2 separate regions of the Gossypium hirsutum genome follow, and region 2 is linked to region 1. Evidence: chromatin contacts called from public Hi-C data. All regions are on one chromosome and are shown on one strand. The core of a region is the stretch at or near the end of the contact, and the rest is flanking DNA. Distances in the headings are between cores, read along the strand shown. Region 1 holds the start of LOC107947309 (solute carrier family 40 member 2). Region 2 holds the start of LOC107947342 (hippocampus abundant transcript-like protein 1).

Region 1 (4,547 bases), core at 1,161-3,660:
TCTTAGCTTCTTTGTCTTTTGCCCAGTACACATCATATCTAAAATTTAGCCTAGAGTCTGTAATCTGCTCTTTCGGCTTGCGACCCTCTATATCCAATAAATTAGCATCATGGTCGGAGGCAAACTGACGAATTACCTTGGTCGCCATGAACGGGAAGCATGCCACATTACAAGAGGAAATGAGAAAACGATCAAGTCTCTCCTTTACAAAAGCATCACCCTCCTTATTCTTGACCCAGGTAAATCAACCAATATCTGTTTTCAGATCAACCAAGGATAATTCGTCTACAACTGCACGGAAGTCATCAATTAAAGCATTAGGTTTCCTCCTTCCCCCTACTTTTTCTGCATTGTCCAGAATCGCATTGAAGTCTCCCCCGATGATCCATTTTTCTCTAATCGTATCTCCCACTTTCCTTAAAATATCCCAAGAGCTTTGTCTTTTATTAGGGTCAGTATTTCCATAGAAGCCTGTGAAGTGAAAAGATTTATTGTTTTCCAGCTGAACACAAGAACCAATATAGTTGTTTGAATAGTTCTTTATTTAAACCTTTATGCCATCTTTCCACATCATGGCAAGTCCACCACTTTGACCAATAGCATTAACAACCAAGCACCCCTCCTCCCTGCATTTGCTGCGAATAGAAGCCATTTTGTTAGTATGGGTTTTTGTTTCACAAAGAAAAATAATGTCAGGATCATTGGCAACTAAAAGTTGCCTAAGCTTACAAACTGTCGCAGGGTTCCCAATCTCACGACAGTTCCAGCATAATATTTTCATTGCTCTTAGTGGGGCTGATCGCCAGCCACCGCCTTGCTTGGTGAAACATTTTCCATTAATCTCCTCCTTGCAATATTTAAAGGGCTTTCGTCAATGGTATCTCTATTTGATCCACTAAATCTCTTCTTTTTTTTTTTTTGATTTTGAAACGTATCAGACCATCATGCATTGGTTTGACAGATCTCTTTTTTGATGAGGAGTTGGAGACAAGTCTTCTTCGCAACCTTAATTTGATGTTAACTTATTTGATTTATTTGGTTGGAATATAAAATTAATATGTTTAATCGATGAAATCTAAGATTAAATAGAAGCACGTTTTACTCAATTGTTTTTGTTATAAAATTTATTTTTTTAATAAGTTTAGTTTCTTTGATATTCTAAAAAATTATAATAAATTATTATAATTCTTCTTTTTTATTACAACCTATATTTAATAAGTAAATTTATTCGGTTAAAATAAATTTATAAATCATAATTATAATAATTCATGAAAAAAGATTATACCACTAATTATAATAATGATTATAACCATAATTAATATATTAATAAAAAAAATATTAAATAAGATATAATTATTATAATTGTAATGTATGATATCTACTAGTTCACTATTAAAAAAACTTTAATTAGTCTTAATCTTTATTTAAAAGAAATTAAAATAATAAAAACAAAAACAAATTAATTTAAAATTTAAAATTTAAAATTATACCCATAATCTAAAGTTTCCTAAGACATGAGCTGTAATTAAATTACAATTACACCCTATATTACAAGAAGGCTATAATGTGATACCATGTATGAAATTTTTTATTTAAAAAAAAATACCTTGTTACAAATTTAGTCCGCAAAAATGAAAAAAAGAAATGTACCATTTTGTAAAATCATTGCAAAGCCATTAACTAATACGATTTGGTGAACTCTTGGTACCGCACGGCGTTACCATCACCTACGGCAAAGCCTGCTAAATAAGGGCAGGTTTGTTTCCAGTTTATAGTACGAGTAAAAGAAATCTCTATGAACACAAGGAAATCGATGATATTGTTGAATCACTGCCTGCAAGAAGCTTTGGGTCACTCTCCACCTCACCAAAATTGACCAGCATGGCTGCATCTTAACCAACCACCCAACCCCAAAAAGAACAGCCTGAGCCTCCCATCATCGAGATGCCCACTTTTCCTTCATTTGACCAAGCATGGGGCAACAAGGAAACGCTCAAAATCAGCCCCATATCCCATGGTTGCTTCACATAACCCTTGGTTTCATCCTACTCAGTTGCAAACCCAAACCAAACAAAATGATGCAAAAATGTATTTGTTTAATTTTATTTTCATATGTTTCTATTCATGTCTAATATATGTCAGATACAAACAGAGAAAATGTAGCATTCAAATAACATGTATTAAAAATTAATATGAAGCACATAAACTATGAAAAAAGGGATTTCCAAATGGCATGGGATTGTAAGAAGAATTTTCTACTTATGCAAATTACAGATCAAATAGTTTGAAGTATTGAGCATTAATAAACGAAGATAGAATTTACATACATAAGAACTTGTGTCTTTAACCCGAATGGTTCATCTCTCTTCTTAAAAGGTAAACTTCAGAAAGCTGAAATTCAATCCCGAACTTAGGACATGTTTGGCAAAACATCTGTGGATAAAATGCCACTGATGCATTTGCAATCTGCTCCTAAGACCTTTTTGTCATCATTTTTGCTGTTTTTCGGCAGCCTGGTCAATAATAAATGTCGAGGAAAAGTGATCAAATATAAAAACACATGGTGCAAATTCAAATTACAAAAGTAGGAAAAGATGCATTTAACAAGATATAACAGAGTTCTACGAACACTAATGCTTGGCAGATGCAATTCTAATAACATCTTAAAAATGTGGAACAGCTAGATCAAATTCTAACAGATAATAATGCATAGCTTTCTTTCCATTCTATAATTACTTTCAACCAGATTTAACAGCTAATGTGTATCTCAAACTTCATTCATGACTCCCGACATACTCAACAATGGGGAAAAAAGGCCAAAGTCTGAGATTCTGGACCAGGAAGAAATGGCACATCAAGTTAAATATTCTGGATCTAATTACTAGACAAAATTTAGCTCACAGAATTGGCTGTACGATATATGCCAGCAAGGTCATACCTTTGTCAGTTTATTTAAAACAGCATCTTCAAAAGCTTGGTAACCAGCTCCAACCAAATTATTCAATCGATCACTTTGCTCTTCCTTCTTGGGGGCTGGAAACTCTGCAACAGAGGGTTTAAGAGGCACAACTAACAATGGATTATCTAGATTCCCACTAACACTGCCTGTAGCAGAATCCTGCAAAGAAAAAAAGCCAAATAAGTTATAGCAAATAAACAAAAAAATGCATAAAATCACACAAAAAAACTTCACTTACAACTGCATGTTTTGTAGCCATGACAACAAGCGCAGACCCCTTTTTCTTTGAACTGTTCACTACAATATCTTCAACTTCGCCAAACCTAGAAAACAGTTCCCTTAACTTCTCCGCTGTATAACCTTCGCCAATTTTTTCCCAAGAAACCTTTAAAACTCTCTCTTTATCCACTCCCACATGGCCCCCAGCCCCACGGTTCCCTTCTCTCCCCACCTTTTCTTGACCTGAGCCCGTCCCCATACTTGCACCTTTATTTGCTTGCATTGCACGTATCCTTGCAATCTCCTCTTTCAATTTCCTAGCAATTCTCTCCTCTTCCTCTTTAGCCTTCATGGCAGGATCTGCTGCAAATGAAGCACGTTCCCTATCTTCCAAATCTGACATCATTTTTCGTCGCTTTGAGTCTTGCTGTGCAAAACGACGTTGCTGCTCCCGTTTCACCCGGAGGAGATCATCAAAGAGCTTTCGGGCTTTTTCATCAACCAAAATTTCGTATGAGGATTTGAGCTTTATGAAGTTCTCATGAGCATTTGGGTCATCTTTTCGTTTATCAGGATGAAGATCACGGGCTTTTTCTCTGTAAGCCTTGGTAATTTCTTTTTGAGTCAAATTAGCTCCTTCCTCGCCGGAAGGCAAACCCAGGACGTTGTAATGGTCATCGTCCATAGCTGAATCTAATTAAAACAAAATAAAAATAAGGATTCAGGATTCAGGATTCAGGATTCCAAATAGCAGCTGAAACAAATACAAATCAAATCAGTATTTAGGAAGAAATACAAATAAACTCAGTATTCAGGGTTTTGAATAGCAGCTGAATCTAATTAATCAAAAAGAAACACAAACCAAAACAGTAATCAAAGTTTCAAAGAGCAGCCAAATCTAATTAAAAAATACAAATCAAATCACCATTCAAGGTTAAAAATAGCAATGGTGTAACTGTCACGGCTGCTAATCTGCAGTAGCAGCACAAACCGTAACCACTAAAGACCTCAATAGCAATGTGAACAAATTTCACATCAATAGCAGCGGATTGATGCCGCAAATAGCAGGGTAAGGGAAAATAGAAGCAATTACGGTTTACCATTTCAGCTAATCAGATAGCTTTAAAAAAAATTCTCCCTCTCAACAAATAGTGCACGAGATGAGACAGAGTAACAAGCAGTAGGATCTAAAACAGAAAATTGAATATAAAAAATGATGCAGAGGCAGAGACAAATTTCATGATTGAAGTAGAATGTTCAAGTTAGGTTTAGGGTTTCAAAAATTACCTTATTTAATTCCCTGCTCTGTCGAAAACTAGAAGGCAGGAGACAACTTGCGCCAGGCACTGGAAGAAGTGAGGAGGGGTTA
Region 2 (4,547 bases), core at 1,469-3,968, 140 kb before region 1:
TCATAATTTCACTGTTAGAGTAGAAGTCATACCATTGATGAAGATTCCATCCCACCTTCCCCAAGATTATTGAAGAAAGCAACAATTGCTGTTTGAGCAAATGATGGACTGAAATAACATACAAATACCTCAATTATAGCTTAAATTTTCAGTGAAAGAGGGTTTTAGCAACCCTTTGTTACCTGTTCTTCATCAAGTAAATAACATCCCCCAGGGATGGAATTTTCTTGAATGGAGGCACCTTTGTAGGTGCATTATCATCATTTTGGATGATATTATCTTCTTCCCCTTCTTTCAAGATTGGTTGGGTGATCCCTTCACCCTGATCTGCAGGTATGCTTTCTTCAAGAAATATTCTCATGTACACTACAGCAAACAAGGATACAAATGTAGCAACCTGAAAGGATTTAAAAGAACAAAAAAACGTTTGAGACACAACAATGAGCAAGGTACAGGCTAAAGGTTCTAAAGAAGGGTATAGGGAAACCTGAAATGCTAAGCCAGTGGAGAGAAAACGAGCTGCTAAGGTTCCACAGACATATGCAGCTGAGGTTACTCCTGCTAGAATTCCAAAAGCAGATGCTCGTTGCCTATATGAAATATTGTCTGCCTGCAAATATGCATATAGCAAATTCATCCTAAAATCTCATCATCTTGTTTATTCTTAAGAATAGATTGATTTAAGGGTTATTACCAAATAAGCAAGAGCAAGGCAGTTAATGCTGCCTTGACAGACCATGTCAGTGAGGGTCTTGAAGGCAAAGTAGGCGTAAAAATAATTGGTCGTTCTGTTGCATGCCAATATAGCTGTATAAGAAGATAGTCATATAAGTTGAAAAACATATTAACCTTTGCAATGTTATTAATGAAAAAATCAAAAGAAAAGCAGAACTCACAACACTAGCATCATGATATGAACCACTTATTGGTATTAAGTTGGTTTATACGTACATGAGAAGTGTAAAGGACCCAAACTCAATTTTTTGGTTTGATGTGGAGTCAAGTTGATTCAGACCCTTCCATAAGTACAAAGCTTTCCTAACATTGTTATTTTTATCTATAAGACTCCAACTCAGACTTTATTTAATAGACCACTCGATCCAACAGATACAACCAAATTAAATTTTTGAATGTCAAGTTAAAAGCAAGCTTTGAATAATAAAACCTAGCAGACCCAAAGTCGGACAATGACACCCTATAAGCCAATTCAAAGATGTAAACAAAGACATGAAAAGGTGACACATCAAAGCCACACAACACACGCATGCGTTAGGAACTTTGGCACATAGATAGTGACCCCATGAGGGCAGTGTTGAGACAATGAAAGCTGTGAAATCTATGTTCATATCATATATATTATATGTACATACATACCAAGGGGAATAATGGATAATGTCATAGGCAATGTAAGTAGAGCTTTTCTTCCATACTGATCCGATAGATTCCCAATAATTGGCATCATCAAGGCCGTCCCTAGTCCTATGATCTGCATCAATCTCAACTCAATTACCAACATCAAAATACTCGGAATCAAATCGGTTCATGATTTTAGAAAGCTTTCTTTTGATAAAGGAAAATATTTGAACTCAAAAATCAGATATCAAAATTAATAAGTCTTTTGCTACTATACCCGTGACTTAATTGAAACAAATTTTGAAATTTTCAAACGCATTTTTAGACGCAAATTATTGTATACTGTCCAAGTCAAATCCTAAGAAAAATGGGAGTAAGTAGTGGAATTTTATCCAAAAAAAAAAAAAGTTGAATTGGTACAAGAAGGCGACATGTTAAGATTGAATGACCACCCTTTTGTCTAAATTAGGACGTCGCCTTATTTCTATTAAAGTTTACGCAACAAAGGGGGGCCATAAAGCTAATATCTTTTCTTTTTGTTCATCATAAAAGCTAATGTCTTGGATTAATGATATCTTGTCTGCAATATGAACCACATATGTATATCATCAAAAAGAAAAAGAAAAGGCTTCAAATGTCCAAAATGACATTGGAAGGATCTTAAGTATCAACTCCATGAAAACCATGCAAAACTGAAAGTCGGCCAATATGAAAAATAAGTAAGAAATGACAACTCAACCAAAGAAACTTGCTTGGTGTATACTTCTCAACATTTATTACCCCTATCATTAATTAATGGGTAAATTACACCAACAGTCACTCATAATTGAAAGTAGAGTGACTGAATTGAAAGCAGACATCAAAATTGAGTGACTGTTGGTGTAAATTACCCATAATTAATTTACTTAAGCAACTGAGATAAAACTTTGGTTTAAGAAAAAAAAAACTACAGCTTGAAGAAAAATCATATTAAATCCAAATCGATCTCAGAAGAAAGGTATTTTATGAAATAAACTAAACTGTAGAAAAGAAGGGAAATGATAAGACATAGCAAAGCGACAGATGAAGAAAAAGAAGAAGAAACTACAGCTTGTTGGAAACCAGAGAGGTAAATGGCGAGGGAGCATTCATCAGTGCCGGGGCAAAGGGCGAACATAGTAACATCGATGATGGCCGGAGCCACTATTATAGTTGAAAACCCTGACAGGAATACCGTGACGAAAAGATGGCTCAACGCTGTTAGATTCTTCTCCATCTCTCTCTTTTTCTCTCTCTCCAACTCCTTAGGAAGCAACTGTTGTGTTAAAACACTAATCTCTTAAATAGTTTAGCCACTAAGATAGAGGGACTAGCAATCATACAACTACCGTAAAATATGTGGACCACGTTACCCCTATATTTATTTCTATATATCAAATATATTTTTTAAGGTAATTAAATTTGTGACATAAGCATTCCTTTTTTTGTTTTGTTAATTTTGTTTCTCAACAATTTAGAAGGCTAACTTCATACTTCTCTTATGTATTTAATCAAAGTGCAGATATGGCGTAAATTAATACAAAATTTCTGTATCCATTTTTATTTATTTGTAACTTAAAATCATAACAGTCTAAGAAAAGGACTAAGAGACCATTTTTTTTTGGGGAGAACGGGGAGGGGGGGTTTGCGTACTCCTTGATGAGAGAAATGTCAATTCTCCTAGTATTTGAGGGATGCAGATTGTAATTGTCTAATTTTATCCAGTCCTAGATTACAAATAATAAAACAAAAATAAATAAAAAGTTTAAAATATAACAGTCCATTTACATTAGGCTCAAATAACCCAAAACAAAAAAATTCTAATGGCTCAGTGGTCCAATAGCTTAAACACTTTTTCAGCAAAACAAAAAACCTAGTCCTTTCTTAGTGCTGCTCCTCATGCCGAGTCAGCGTGTTGGCCGCTCAAGGCCTGACGCCTCTATTGCTGTTACATCAAAATGGCAAAGGTGCCCTTCGTTGACCGCGTCGATACCTGCAAAAAGAGAATGGGAAAAGACAGGATCAACAATGCAAGAACAGCACATGAACAGTAGATAAACAATAGCAAAACAAAAAAAGAAAAATAATATGTAAATCGGCTAAAAGGCCATATTCAAAATGTAATATTTTTTACACGGAGAAATACAAAAAAAAAACATAAGTTTCAAAAAGTAGCACTTTATTTTTATTTTCGAAACCTTAAAAAAAAGAAAATACTTACTTGAAAATCACTATTACTGCCACCACCGTAGGGTATTTTCCTCCGAATTGAGAAATCTAGGAACCCCTTAGGGTTCTGTCGAAGGCCTTGTCGAAAAAGGGTGGAACCTTTCGATTTCTTTTCCTTCGGCCGAGTGTCGGTTAGGTTTTTGGGGTTTTAAACCTTAAATCTGTGGTCTATTCAAAAAGGTGGTCTAAAAAGTTTGTTGGGGGGTTTTCCAACCACCGGAGGCGGTGGTCGGCGCTGCCAAAAACCGATGGCCATAGCGGACAGGCCGCAGCCCTTGGCCGGATAAGGGACAGATCCGAGAGAAAAAAAGAGTTCAAAAGTTTTTTTCTAAAACCGAAGAAAAATGAATTTTTTTTTCTTAATATTTTCACTTATATAGCCCCATAAAAAGGCATCGTTTTGGGCTTCATTTTCAAACGCCAAAATGGCATCGTTTTAGACTCAAACCCAAGACTCGACCTGAAAGTTGGTAGGATCCGATTATTTTCACGACAAAGGGGTTAATTGCGGCCCTAGTCCTTTTGCTTTTTATTTATTTTTCAATCCAGTCCTTTTTTATATATTTAAAACTTTTACCATATAATTTTAGTTTTGTTTTATTTTGGTCCCCCAAGGAACGTGCGTTTAATGGGTCTGTGAATAATTTTCCAGTTGGTCCCTACCCTTTTATGCACGTTATATTTTAGTCCTTCTGAGAAACGGTGCGTATAAGGACAGGGGGTATTTTCCTATTCGGTCTCTGTCCTTTTTAAACGCGTTACATTTTAATCCTTATTAGTCTATTTTTTATTATTTACAATTCATACTCCCTAATTTCATTTAAATTTCAATTAAATCCTCTGTTTATTTAATTTCAACCTTTCTACAAATTATTTTATTATTTATTTATTTATTTATTTATTTATTTATTACTTCTTTATTTTTTTTTTACGCTTAAAATTTAAAT

Evidence for each region. A called contact is a pair of places that touch in the nucleus more often than the background predicts.
Region 2: a contact with region 1 is called in a Hi-C map of fibers, with 2.2 times the contacts expected there. The contact joins the promoter of LOC107947342 here to the promoter of LOC107947309 in region 1. A contact is called at or near these places in 2 of 34 Hi-C or Micro-C datasets (fibers and leaf).

The regions. Positions count from the first base shown.
Region 1 is chrA01:107,719,637-107,724,183 of Gossypium_hirsutum_v2.1, reverse strand. It overlaps LOC107947309 (solute carrier family 40 member 2), which reads right to left and starts at 2,410. Exons shown (of 9, transcript XM_016881922.2): 1 at 2,328-2,410. LOC107947320 (dnaJ homolog subfamily C member 17) reads right to left here. Exons shown (of 7, transcript XR_005926735.1): 3 at 4,466-4,524; 4 at 3,198-3,871; 5 at 2,939-3,118; 6 at 2,328-2,513; 7 at 1,568-2,045.
Region 2 is chrA01:107,859,702-107,864,248 of Gossypium_hirsutum_v2.1, reverse strand. LOC107947342 (hippocampus abundant transcript-like protein 1) reads right to left here and starts at 2,718. Exons shown (of 14, transcript XM_016881984.2): 1 at 2,441-2,718; 2 at 1,375-1,486; 3 at 695-807; 4 at 488-610; 5 at 183-397; 6 at 33-108. The coding sequence starts at 2,608.